Regions from separate parts of the Sus scrofa genome. Here region 2 is linked to region 1. Evidence: chromatin contacts called from public Hi-C data. All regions are on one chromosome and are shown on one strand. Each heading gives the region's core, a stretch centred on a gene start, on an enhancer-like site or on the middle of the called end of the contact. The rest is flanking DNA. Distances are from core to core; before and after follow the strand shown.

What was found. Hi-C and Micro-C count contacts between places; a contact is called where the count stands out from the background.
Region 2: a contact with region 1 is called in a Hi-C map of liver, with 2.8 times the contacts expected there. The contact joins two enhancer-like sites.

The regions. Positions count from the first base shown.
Region 1 is chr7:83,235,117-83,242,110 of Sscrofa11.1, reverse strand. No RefSeq gene overlaps it. Among named protein-coding and RNA genes, the nearest start is that of NR2F2, 150 kb to the right of the region's middle. Within about 2 kb of position 4,755, at least 16 of the 83 cell types and tissues checked have an H3K27ac peak or open chromatin away from gene starts, as enhancers often do. A contact at or near this core is called in liver, where this site is marked.
Region 2 is chr7:84,007,124-84,014,644 of Sscrofa11.1, reverse strand. No RefSeq gene overlaps it. Among named protein-coding and RNA genes, the nearest start is that of NR2F2, 920 kb to the right of the region's middle. Within about 2 kb of position 3,799, at least 19 of the 83 cell types and tissues checked have an H3K27ac peak or open chromatin away from gene starts, as enhancers often do. A contact at or near this core is called in liver, where this site is marked.

The DNA.
Region 1 (6,994 bases), core at 3,506-6,005:
CAGAGCACAGTAGTCAAAATGAAATGCAAATTGGTTCAACCACTGTGGAGAACAGTATGGAGGTTCCTTGAAAAACTGAAAATAGAATTACCATATGTTCCAGCAATCCCACTCCTGGACATATATCCAGAGAAAACTGTTAATTCAAAAAGATACCTGCACCCTATTTACAATATCCAGGACATGGAAGCAACCTAAGTGTCCATCATCAGAGGAATGGATAAATAAGATGTGGTACATATATATAATGGAATATTATACAGCCATAATAAAGAATGAAATAATGCCATTTGCAACTACATGGATGAACCTAGACATTATCATACTAAATGAAGTAAGCCAAACAAAGACAAATATCATGATATTGCTTCTATTTGGATTCAAAAACAAGATGCAAATGAACTTATTTACTAAAGAGAAATAGAGATCCACAGACATGGAAAACAAATGCACGGTTACCTGAAGGGAAAGGGGGGTAGGCATAAACTTGAAGTTTGGGATTAACATATGCACACTACTATACATAAAATAAATAAACACCAAGACCCACTGTATAACACATGGAACTATATTCAATATTTTGTAATAATCTATGAGAAAATTATTATTATATAAAATTATTATATGAAAAAGCATATATCTGAAACAGTATGTTTTATACCTGAAACTAACACATATTGTGAATCAACTGTATTTCAATTAAAATAGAAACAACAACTAGGACTTCCTGCTATGGCCCAGTGCATTAAGAATCTAAGAGCTGGAGCACTGGGTTAAAGGATCCACCATTGCCACAGCTGTGGTATGGGTTGCACCTGTGGCTCAGATTCAGTCCCTGGCCTGGGAACTTCCACATGCCCCATGTGCAGCCATTAAAAAAAAAAAAGACATTTCTAGAAGTAAAGCATTGTATTTGATACACAATAGGTACTCAATAAATGGCAAATGGTTTATAAATATTATTACTATATGGGGGAGGGGAGCTGGGGCATAAGAAATGAACTAATTCAGAGTCATTCAAGCCCCAGTGGTATCACAACAAATGTCATAACAAATGTTCTCAATGTACAGCATGGACTGTTTTCATCCACATGACAGTACGCACTGTTATGAGCTTATTTTCCCTGAACTGACCTGTTCCTATGACCCACATTGTCATCTCCCCAAACCTTCCCTCTTCCTTCACACACACACACACACACACACACACACACACACACTCTCTTACCGCTTAATTGCCTGTCGTTTTAGCTTCCAGAAGTAACCTCACAGAGCTAAATATAGCTCTGTCCTTGCCAACCAACAAGCCTTTAAAGGAGTTAAATTGCCTTGCTCTTTTACTCCCTACCCAAACTTGATCTCAAGCTCTATGAAAGAAGAGCACTGAGGGCCTTCTATGATCTTCAAATGTTTAGCAACTGATGCGTTGTCCATTGCTCAAGAGGTTTTGTGTACTGCTACTTAATCCTTGTTTCAGTTACAACCCCTGTAGGGAAATTTGAGTCCTGTACACGAGTTCTTCATTTATTTCTGAGCCCAGATAATTCTAGGATTACCACTTAGAAAATTGGAAGAACAGACTTCTGCATAGTTACCAGGCAGACAATATTGAAAAAAGGGGCATGTAGAAGACCGGTCTTGGTGACAAGGTTAGGGATAGCTATTGTGACTCAATCCCATTAGCAACAACATTACACTCATTAAGCAAACCCTAGAAGTGAAGAGAAACTTCGCCCTCCCACTCCCCCTCCCCATTTCCTCTCCTCCAGAAGGAAGGCTCCTTCAAACACAGGGGATTCCTGGCCCAGGAAATCCTTCTCCGGAGTAAATCACAGAGCACTCCCAGGACGAGCAGCTCCAAAACCAGAACATACTGCGAAGGACACATGCCATTCTCCAAAAATCTACCAGCGTACCCCATTCATAAGCTTCCTCTCTCTTATTTCTTCAGTGACCTTTATGGCTTGGAAAATATTCCTTTGTGTTAACGCAAACACAAACTATTCTGCAAGCATCATTCAAGAATTTAAGGATTCTATTAATCTGATGTCTTAATTGTTATTGAGAAGAGGAAACAGGAGTGCCTTTGTTTCCCGAATGACCACAGGCTTCTAAAAAGTGGCCCACAGAGTTGGGCGTTTGCATCTCAAATTGCAGGCAGCCCTGTGCAGTGGAACTTTAGAGTAACAAATTCCCAGACATTAAAAGAGGCATGGAAAGAACAGAAAGTTGGGTAAATCCAAAGTGAACTGAAGTTTTTCTCCCACATCTCCATTCATCTTGAAGACAGTTTTAAGATAATGATTAACAAATGTGTATTTCAAGACTAAAGACATTAATTGGGCTAGCAAATAGTGAAGCCACACACACACACACACACACACACACACACACAATGCTGAACATGCATCAAAAAAGAAAGAAAAAAATCTTGCAACAAAAGAAAGAAATAAAAATCAGTGTAATTTAATGATAGTATACTATGAACTTACTATTTATGAGGCATTGAGAATCCAGGCACAGAAAAAGAAGTAAGATTTAACTACTGTCTCCTAAGTGTTTACTTTCTATTAGGAAAGGATAAATCAAGTACAGAAATATCTATAATACAGGCTAAATAAAAGAAATGCTACCCCAAAGGGAGAGAAGACATCCAACTGAGCTGAGAGAAAGGCATATGGAACCAAAAGTACCTCCATGGAGTTGAGCTTTAGGAACCTGGCAAAAATTGATCTTGGAAAGAAGATTGAATATTCTGGTTGAAGAAATAAAGATACCCTAAGATAGAGAGGTAGACAGATATGAAGAGTTTCAGGGAAATTGAGCAATATTTTGGATTGAGCATAGGATGTTTATGAGTTTAGTGAAAACAGAAAAAAATAGATTATGGGTATCTTGAAAAGAATAGTTTACACTTAATTTGAGAGTTAACTAGTAACTGATAGTTTCTGAGCCCTGTAATACTGTGATCTGAGATAATTTTTGTGAAGAAATATACAGTAGTAGGCAAAGAAACGCACTCATTTATGCCCTCATTCAAGAGATGTTAACTGAACACTTACCATGTGCCAATCCTTGGGCCAATGTAGTCTAGCTGGGAAGGAAAAGTTATAGTATGTGAACCTTACATAAAAGAAACAAATAGATAAAAGAAGTAGGATCTATAGGACTTGAGAACTTACCAAGGATAAGTGAGGAAAGTGGAGGAGAAAGGTGAACTTCAAGTTTTGGGGCCAAAGATAACGAGAAAAGGGGTGGGATGGGGGCAGGGAAGTACAGGTGTTGGGGAGTTAGGAAGGGAGATAGTGGGAGGAGCAGCTGGGACAGGGTGACAGGAAGAGAAGGAACTGAGCTGGTACAGGTGTTGATGCATACTTGACCCAGACTTTGGACACATGTGCAGAGAATACAGCCAGTAACTGGAATAGATGGGAAGGAGCTGGCAGAGGGAAGAGAAGGAAAAATGCCAGGAGTTAGAGGATACCCACATCACAAAAATAAATAAATAAACAGCCTTAAGGAGACCAAGGGAAAACCAACTTAAAGGAAATTGATCTTCCTTAAGATGGAAATTAATGCACAGTGACAATTTTAATTTTTAAACTATCTCTGATGAGGGTTTAAAAGTCTCAAAAAGACTCCATCTAGACAAGTCTAAAATGTTATATATCCATCCAAGAGATTCCAGTTCCGTTGATAAAATACTGGGAAACTGCTCAGAATTTATACGGGGTTTGTTGATGGTGGTTTTTTTCTCTCCCAGGAGGAACTAGCAAATTATAGCAGCCTTTTGAAAAAGTATCCGTGAATAGAAAAAGATGCATTTTTTTTCTACCCTTAGCAATTACTCACTACTAAGGATTTACAAGTATTTCACACATCTTCCATGAAACTTTACTGTTTCTAGATTTGTAAAGAAGTAGAGTGGATGGATTTTCTCTCTCTCTAGTTCTTACTTCAACACTTTACTACCTTACTGTTACCAAGTTTTGAATCTTCCTGAAGCAAAAGTTTAATATATATATATATATATATATATATGTTTTATATATAACAATATGTGTATATCTATATATGTTATATATAGATATATGTGTGTATATAAATTATATACAGATAGAAGTAGATATAGATGATGTATATAGATAGATAGATATAGTGTTTGACAGGAATCCATGGCCTTTGGGTCTTCCCCTCCAGAGGAATGGATGTTAAGTTCTGGGCAGAATTAATTTCGTTCAATGGTGTTTGAGGTTGGCAGCAGAAATGGCATCTGAAATTTACCAAGATAGGCTGAGAGCTGAACAAATTATAATCCAGGTACCTCACCTTTACTCTACCAGCTACTTCTTCCCCATCCCCTGCCGCCTTCCAGTTTATTTACTGAGTCAATTAACAAAAGATAACCTCCCATTGTGCAAGCATCAATAAATCAATCGTGTTAATACTATCTTGGAATGTCCCCCACTATTGACTTTCATATTGTTTACATTAGGCACTTGAGAAAGCCAGAGCCCTTGAGCCGGCTTGTTTTGGCGTTAATGGATTCTGGAGGAGCCATTAATACATAGAACCCTCTTGACAAAATATTTCGGTTTCTCTAAAGTTCACCTGCTTTCTGAACATTGGCAGCACCCTCTTCTCCCTCCAGCACGATCCTGCCCCTCTGAGTCTGATGAACACTTAGGAAGGCAAACATTTCTGAGCAGTAATGGAACAGCCACTTAGGGCACACCTCCTTCTTTGTGATTTGAATAATCTATTTCCACCCACCCCAGCCCCCCACTGTCAACAACCCTCAACAATCTAGGGAATCAAATTAATCTTCAATTATGTGAAAGAATTTCAGGAACGAACGCCGCTCAAATTACCGAGTAACTTGTTGTTGTGAAAAGATTCCTACCGCAAGCAGCCTGAATGCAAGGACGTTTTCGTTGATTTCTTTTTTCTCCCCCAACAACATACGGGAGATCTTTCCAACTGCCGATCATCTCTGCATGGGGAATCTCAAAAATTTTGAAAGCTAGCCGTAAAAGGAATGCAAACAAAGAAAAAAGAAAAAAAAGAAAATCTCTCTGTATGTCTTCCTGCTTTATAAAACTAAGGTAAATATAATAATCATAAAGTTGGATTTTAATGTTTTGGGTTTTGTTTTTAATACTTCCTTTTTAACAACAACAGAAATACTTAGAGACCAGATTTTCTCTTAGGAGTGGGACTCTGTTTCCAGACTAAGGTACTTTGTGAAGGCACTAGATGACAGGGATTTAAAAGGAAGGGGGGGGGGTGGGAATCCACCAGTCCTGAAACTTCTAAAGGTTCAGATTTCAGTGCTGGCTGCAGACCTGGGCAAAGTTCACTGCTCCCTTTTCACGACATGCTACATACTTTTCAAGTTCCCACTTGCTTCTTAGAGAGGAAAAAATGTGGCCTCTGAGTTCAGGTTGCTAAGGACAGGCTGAGCCAATTTAACCATGCATTCCTTTTCTAAAAGATAGGCTGCTTGTTGTTGTTTTTTCCGCTGTAAATACCAGAAAGTCTTGATCCTCCTGACTCTAAACAAATACTTCTGCAACAACTTTGAAGCCCTCTTTCGTGCACGGTGGGAAATCAATTATTTCATTCAGTCACTTTTGCGGCCTGAGTCAGAAGTCTTGACAAAATAGATATCATTCTACTTTGCAGCACATCTTATCAGACACTTGGCTTCATTTTTCTCTTCATAATGATGGGTATTTAAAATGCACATGGCTATTGGATAAGAAAAGAAAACTCTCATTGTTTAAAGTCTTTTTTTTTTAACTTTCTTTTTTTTCCTTTTACTTTGACCTCTTGGTATATGCCTACTTAAGGGTGTTTTGAAGAGGGTGAAAGAAACAGACAGGACTTTGAAAGGAAAAACAGACGTCTAATTGGCTGTCTCTTGCAGCCCTTCAGTGACCCTGTACTGAATACCTCTAATGGACATGTGTGATCTTGGAGCCTTCACTGTGATAAACAAATTTTAGAACTTCAACTTGTTTTTGCAGAAGAATTCTTTATCCTCATCAAAAAGGATTTCCTAAATGAACAAGCCATTAGCACAGGTATACTTTAAATGAATGAATAAGAGATTAGCAAAAATATCTCATACAAGATGGAGTTAAGGTAGTTATCCAATTTTATAGACATAATTATTTAAAAAAAGGAATTTGGGTCAATCATCACTTTTAGTTCATGTCAGTGTATCATTTTATATGATACTATAAAAAGCCAAATCTATTTGCATTCCTAACAATAGTTACTATGTGCAACCTTGGAACTTTTTGCTCTGTAAACCATCTTGGGTCAGGGTGGAAAATAGGAAGAGTCCATTCAAATTCTTTCACACTTCCAAAACACACATGAGATGATTGAAGTTTTTATTAAGTGACGTGGAAGTGGGGGAGGTTATGGGGATTATTCCCTATGCCTACTGTGGAGAAAATGCTAGAAGCCTTACTCCACCAGAGAGCTATGGCTTTCCTCCTTCTCCTTAAATTCTTGGGAATCACTGTGGTCCCATCACTCCCCATTTTCCTACTAGCTCCCTCTCTATTATTCCTTCCTCCCTTCCATGTTGACTTTTTTCAACTCCTCATCTAACATCAACAAGGTCTGTCTTGATATTGTTCTGTGCATCTACCAGCTCCTCTTTCGGTAATCATCTCTTCACAGGCCCATAGCCACTTAAATATTATGGTTTCACATTCTTATCACTAAGACTTTTGGAGTTATAGAAAGGCAGAGACCAATGCCACATTTTGAGAGTCCAGTATATGAAATAATAAAGATACCCAAACAAGGATTTATTTCACCCAAACAAGGTTTAAAAAATGGATTAGGTTTTAATACTTAAAATTCATTAATGTCATCCATAAATGTTCAAATTGAGAATATTATTCTGGTTATAGTATATCTTTATGTGGAAATAATGCCGAAACTCTATATTCCAGGCATGAATGTGGAGTTCATG
Region 2 (7,521 bases), core at 2,550-5,049, 770 kb before region 1:
TTTGTCTTTTTTTAGGGTTGCACCTGCTGCATATGGAGGTTCCCAGGCTAGGAGCTGAATCAATCAGAGGCGTAGTCACCAACCTATGCCACGGCCACAGCAGGGCTGGATCCGAGCTGCATCTGTGACTTACACCACAGCTCATGGCAATGCTGGATCGTTAACCCACTGAGCGAGTCCAGGGATCGAACCCACATCCTCATGGATACTAGTCGGGTTCGTTAACCACTGAGCCACAATAGGAACTCCTGATTTTCTTAAGATAACACACTGCTGGGGAAGAATAGTTCACCACCACAAGCCTCCATACTGGGATTCAAGGATCCAGCACCCTAGGAAGTTCTAATTTTGTATTATCTGGCTTATCTGATTTATTCTTTATTTACATATCTTTATTTACTCATTTCTTGAGCAAGAAAACAAAGTGAGAAATTGGAAAATTATTCAAAAACTTCGCTAAGTGCACCTGACTAGTTGGGGTCTTCACCTCAATATGTATTCTCAACAAACAGGCTGGGAAACCTACATCATGTAGGTAATTGTCTCAACTTATCACTTTGGTGTACTTGCAACAAAAAAAAAAAAAAAAAAAGAACGAAAAGAAAGAAGAAAAAGAAAAACAGGTTTTTGTAAGCTAAGGGCAAAATGTCTACTTGAACTTTGAATTTTCTAAGATACTTAAGATCTCCAGGCAGTCGGTTAACACATGTGGAATTTTGCACATTTTATAAATATTTAGACGTTCATAAATACAATCTTGTTTTATATACCATTGTTGTATAACACGGGTGCTTTGCTCTTTAGGAAGAGTGTCTTTCGATGGAACAATCAATAGCGAAACCCTGCATGGTTTATTTTCTATTATGTATACCTTACAGGTCATTGAGTCAAGTACTGTGGCAGGATTTCTAAAAGGCTGGTGATTTTTAGGAAAGATCATCAATAACATATGTAGCCGAGCAAGCTAAAATAATTACAATCAAATTTCATGCTTCAGGGCATAAACTGATTTCCTGCAAGGGTCAGAAAGGAATTATGCTGCCTTCACCAATGTGAACTGTATTGGGTAAATGACTCACCTATTTTTGTTTGGTTTTACCTTTTTTTTTAAATTTTTTTTTTCTGAAACGAATATGCAGATCAGTTTTTTCAAGAAAGCAGCTCCTGTTAGCTCATGCCCCTCCTTGGTGGCATCATGCCAGGTCTGCTTTCTTCATGTTATCTAGGAATTTTTCTCTGGAATAAGCCATGGGATGGAGCACTGGTTGGGAAATATTGCCTCTAAAGTGTGAATGTCCCTTCCTGGCTCCGTTTTTAAAAGTTGATGGCCAAGAGGGAGAAATTGAAGGGAGAAGAAAGCAAAATAATATGATTTGGGATTTCAAGTGTGCAGGCTTAACACTCCATGAGTAGCACATTTTCTGTTCGAGATCCTCTAACCCCCTCTACTCCCAGGCCTAGGTTTTGCGCATCTCTTTTCTCCAGCTGACTCTTACCATTGGCTCTCCCTCCTTCAAAAATCTCAATCAAAACATGTATTTGCTCTTCTCAGAACAGCTTCAGGAACAAAAGATTCTAACCTCTGTATTTTGGGTTGGGGGAGGTGGGATGGGGAAGAAGTTAGGAGAGAAGCAAATGGTTATTCTCAGGCTGCTGCTTCTCCTACAAACTTAGCACAGAGGCCTTGGAGCTAATTACCTTTTCTGTGTCTGAGCCAAGGAACAGAACTTCATGCTGACACTCGGATACATCTGGGCCTGATAACAATTGCAAATACTCAGGGCACACTTTAAAAAAGAGCTTATGTTACAATGTGAAACAGCATGTTTTACAGTCCTCTGAATGGTGGGATAAATAAAACAGCTCTGAGTCCAGAGCTTTTGAGGAGGGGGGTGGGGGAAAATGTATTTTGTAACATTTCATTTAGAGCAGAAAAATTTCCCCACTGACAAGGGAACATTTGACCCTAAGAAAATGTTAAGTTCTACCCACAGCTGTTTGAGGAAATGGGCAATACAAGACTGGGCTGCCTTCAATGATGTGGGCTATAAGATTACAATCACCTCCCTCTCAAAGAGACAGTTTTGGAGATTTGGGGCTGATTTGAGAGTGCTGAGGAGAATTTATAAAAAGCAACTCCTGCACAAACATCCAGGAAGAGAGAGTAAGAAGGAGGAGCGTGCACATTTCTAGGACATATCGAGCATACATGTTGAAAGGATCATTGGAGTTCATTTGGAGCTGTCTTTGGGAGCAAGTTGAATGTGTGGAACACAGCTAGGTGACTTTCCAAAATAATCATTCATGCTTTGGTGGAGGCGGGGATTGGAGGGGAAGTTGGACAGAGGGAGCAGGAAAGGAAAACAAATCCCAAAGCCAGAGTTTTGCAACAGAGAGTAACAATTGTCAGTTTCCACTGGGCACTCAGCTCCCACACAGTCCCTTCCGCTAACGCATGCTGCAAGTCTGCAATCATCTTTCTTCCTCCTATTGAGACTTGCAAGGTCATAAAAGAGGGGTATCACTCACTTTAATCTGGTAATTTCCCTGTTCCTTGAATTCACATCTTTTTTTTTTTTTTTTAAGTGAAGCTTTGACACATTAGTATTTAATAGTCTTGCCCTTCCCTTTAGTATGTGGTTTTGTGGCTCCAGTGCAAGTACCCACACTACTCATTTTCTTCATTTCATGCCCCTAATCTTCCAGAACACTTTTATTTAAAACTTGCCGATAGTAACCGCAACTTTATTACAGAGGGAAACAAGTAGCAAGAAATCTGTATGTTGTTCATATTGTATTTCACTGGTGAGTCCATCTCTTCTTTTTTTAATCCTCAAAACATGAGAGGGAGGGAGTTAGCCCCCATTTGACAGAAGCAGTAACTGAGGTTCAGATAAACAGCAAGCTGTCCCAAATGCCACAGCAGTAAACAGAGCCTTTGCCCAAGTCCATGACTCACTGGCATCTAACTAAATTAGGTGCCTATATCCATTATATTACCTTTCAACTGCGTAACAATTTCAAGTTTAAAGGCACTTTTTTTTCCTTTCCTACGTCATGTCCTTTAATAAATAAATTCAAAGAACCCACCCATTTAAAAATAATTTTCAGTTCAGAAGCCCGGGAAGTAATGTTAATTTATTAATGAAGATAAACGAATAATGTAATACCAAGGTGGTTTTCCTTTTCTATAGAGTCTCTTACATATATGGCTATGAAATACACCTCTGAACACATGTTATTTTAATGATTACATGCCGTATCTCCCAATTTGTTCTCTTGAGGGAGAAAATAAACACAGATTTTCTTGAATATAATTACTGGGTTTAAAGCCCACACTTCACATTTTCCTGAATCCCTCAGCTCACTCAGTTTCAAGACCATGTCTCCTAAAGACAAAATAGCCTTTTAGGTAAGTCGTACTGAGGTTTTGTTTGTTTGTTTATTTGTGGGGGTGGGGGCGGAAATCAGTTTCTCTGGAAAGCTGGATTCTGTGTTCTCAAGGGTTATAAAAATGGGAATCATTTTTATTGGCAATCCACTGGAATAGTGCTGAGACAAATGGAAACTTGAAGATAAGGATCCTCAGAGGTGAGAACATACAGCTGTTGGGAATTGCGAGAGAATCTGACCAATAAAGGAAGTCACTATTTTTCCAGGCCTAAAGTGAGTTATAGGGCGAGACGGGTGTTGTATATTTATGTAAGCCAGCAGCAGGGAGTTTAAGCGGCTGTATATTGCTGAAAGAGCATCATTCACATTCAGGCTGAGACAAAACGTGGAAATGAAGTAACATCCTGGCTGAAGAAGGCCTCACGACAGAATAATAACATTTCAGAAAGGGGGGCCGTGTGCGAGGCTGTGGGTAGGCCTCAAAATGAGGAAATGATCAAGATGCCTTGTCAGGCTTTCAAAAACAGTTACACACACACACACACACACACACACACACACACACACACTCAGGATTAAGGCCTGGCCAAGCGTCCTTGGGAAGGAAGGTCATTTATCTTTCACAGAAACGCGTACACAATTACTTGCAAACTTCATCAGTATACTCAGCAAGATAGGTTTGCCAAAAACACTAAAAATAATATATATCAAAACACATATTACAGTCGGCCCCTGTTTGGTGTTTCTTATTATCATACACTCCTGCATTGGCATGGATACTAATTCAGGACAATATCTGAGGGACTAAAGTGGTTCTGGCTGCTCAGTTTCAAGGGAGAGGTTGAGTGGGGAGGGGGAGAAACTGCCTTATCTCCTGTGTTTATTTATTGTGTCCTTTTGTTTAGAGGAAGTCGCAAGTAGAAGAAAAGGGTCTTGAAATTACATTCCTCTAATGACAAATGGGGGGAAGGAAAGAGAGACCATCCATTGCAGAAAGATGATCAAAAGGAAAGGGAAAAGAAAGAGTTTTAACTTTCAAAAAATATCCACAGCTAGTCTGTGGGACTCTCTGAAATGTTGTGCTTCTGTTTAGTGGAGATGGTCTAGGCTCTGCCCAAATGCTAATTAAGATGTCAGAAATGTTAATGGTGGATTGGGGTAAATACTTCAGGAACATTAGTCATTTTAGCAAAAAAAAAAACAAAAAGACAAAACACAATGTAAAATAAGAATCGCCAGTCACACACTGAGCTTTTAGTTAGTACTAATTTAGAATGGTTATTAAAATTTGGAATCACTGGAATGAAAATAGTATATCTTGTCCTTGAGATTTGTTTATTTTTGAAACTGATATGACAATTATGATAAACTTGAGTAAAATCACAAGGTTTTCTGTAAAAATGTGCATGTCGTGTGCCGTGGACTAGATTCAAGAGTTTTCCTTATTAGGACAAAGTGCAATGAGATGTCAAAGTGATTTTATTCTAGGAAAACAAAATTTAAAACATAAAACATATATTTAAACTTTAGTTTGCTTAAGTTTTAAGGGAATAGTGGAGTTACAAAATGAATAGACTTGCCTCTTTATCCTCTGCCTTTTTACAACTGATATTAAATTTCCATTAAGAAAAAAAGTGATTGAAGTGATTGAAATGATTTAATTTCCTTCATTGACCAGTCTTTCAAAGTATTACTCCTTATTGTTTCAGTCATACCTGACAAGTTTGCACATTCAAATATTTATCAGGACACAATATTTAGCAAACTTTTCAGGAGCCAAAGGCCAGAGAGAACAAGAATGAGCATAGGGCTCTTCTCCCTATTAAATGATCAATTGCAAACAGTAACAGTTCACAGGATATTTGCAGGTAAACTCACCAGGTGCAGAACTGAAGGCAAAGATTTCTAGGAAAGACAACTTCAGCAAATCTGTATTATGATCCTACTTGCCAATTTCCTATTTTTCTATAGGGTACCTCTTAAGGGCTGGGGTCATGCGAATTCATTCCTGGCTTCTGAAGCATCAGGTAATAGCCACTGCCAAAAACAGGATTCCCAAACCGTCAGCTCACGGGGTCTGATTCTATATGGGAACACTTAGTATTTTGACCACATCTCCTGCATATTATTTGCCTGCATCTCCTGGCATGGCTGCCTAGTACTAAAAATGTATTGGTGGAGAACATACTGAAATCGGGGATCCCCTGAGCATATCCTACAAGTGCTTTAAGAAAAAAGTGCCATTTTCATAGAATTTGAGCTCCACTGAGAAAAATAGTATCTTAAATACAGATGGTTCAGGGTCTCCATTCCTGTGCTTTATATATATATATGTGTGTGTGTTTGTGTGTTATCTGTACAGAATTTCTTGAACTAAGAATTATTAGTCACACCTGCAGCAGCTCAAATAAAAAGCAATAGTGGCAGGGAAAAAAATTCTTCCTTTCTTCGGTTTCTCCCTTAAATGTTTGAGTAAGAAATCATCAGTACGGTGGCAGGCATCCATGTGTTGTGGTGTGTTGGAAAAAAAAAAAAAAAAAAAACTCCATTTAAACATGGATTTTAACCTTTCCACCTTAGCCTCTTACATTTTCTTTCCTTCTACTCAAAGCATTTAGGTAAATTAGGATGAGGTCCTCCATAAAAATGCAAGGGGATCAGTTAAACTTTCATCTCTAATTTATTCATGAAGGAGCGAGGTCTTGCCTGGTCGTGCTGTGCATCATCCTGTCAGAATGACTTTCTCTCTTGTTGAGAAGGGAGATGGAAGGACAGGAAAGCAGGGGCTTGGGCCTTGCTAGTAATTGCTGTGAGAATAAAAATGCTGGTGCCTTCTTGCTCGGTGAAGTGAGCTTGAGCCAGAGTTTCAATAAAGAAGACCAGAACTGCATGAGCATCTATATGAGTGTGAGTAGACCAATAAAAACATGTATATAATTAATAAATATTTCTATATTATAAATACATAATAAATGACATATGTATTTTATATAGTACATGTATAATCTAGACTACATCCTATCAGAACCTATTGATGTATCATGATTATATAGGTGCACCATCATTTCAATGTACAAGCGGATGCAAAGTATTCACAGCAATGGAAAATACACCTGAATTAAATTTCCTAAATTTCCTAAATTCCATTCCCTGCTCTTCTGGGTTGTTGTGCTTATAACTTCATTTAATCTTGGTACCGTGGACTGTCCACTTTGACTATTAGGGTTCTTATGCATAAAGATTAAGCTTTCCATTGCCCTCTGTGCGCAGGCAAATCCATGTGTACGTGACCTATGCACACTTGAATGTGTGCAAGTTCTGAAGACTTAGCAGTCTTTTGAGAAGCCTCTCATTTTCTCTTTCAAATTTAACCATAGCTTTAAACATTTAATGTTCTCATTGAAAAATTCATCTTTTTTTTCCTTCTTAAATCATTTCCTGTTTTCCCATTTGTTTATTTCTTTTCTTTCTTCCACTTTCAAATATATTTCACATTTAGAGGCTTGGAGGAAAGGAGCCGAGTCTTATAATGTGAGAGACTTTATTCGAGTTGATGAATAGGTTTCTTGGCTTTGGCATTCCCACCCCAGCATTCAAAAATTATCATCTTTTATACATGTGAGAAAGGGAGGGGGCGGGATCTGGCATTAGTTCTTTTAGTCGTCAGGAAATTACAAAATGTACACTTGCGAAGTAAGCAATTTTTGCAGTCTGCCTGCACATCCATCTTTTTAATGAGCCTTGTTTATAACCTGACGCCATGTTTCTAGTCACCTACCCTGTTTACGTCTTTGGCCCCTTTAATTAAGAGAAGAACCAGTTAAAAGAAAGTAAGAAGAAATATTAATATGATCTGATTAATTCAGCTAGCAGGAGGTTATGGGGTACCAAGGTTATTATAACCTATAACGGCAATGTGAATAAAGCTGTATTCATTTGTAATTTTATTAGGCGGAGCAAATTAGTGAGTCTGCATAGCAGTGACAAAAGACCCATTCCTATTCTCCCTTACCCCCTACTGCAAGGGCCAGGTGCCCAAAGTTAGGCTCCATATTAGGCAAATGAGATCTGATAAATCTCGGCTGCACATCTAATGAGACCCTCCAGAGCTGGTGCAGTGCTAATTTG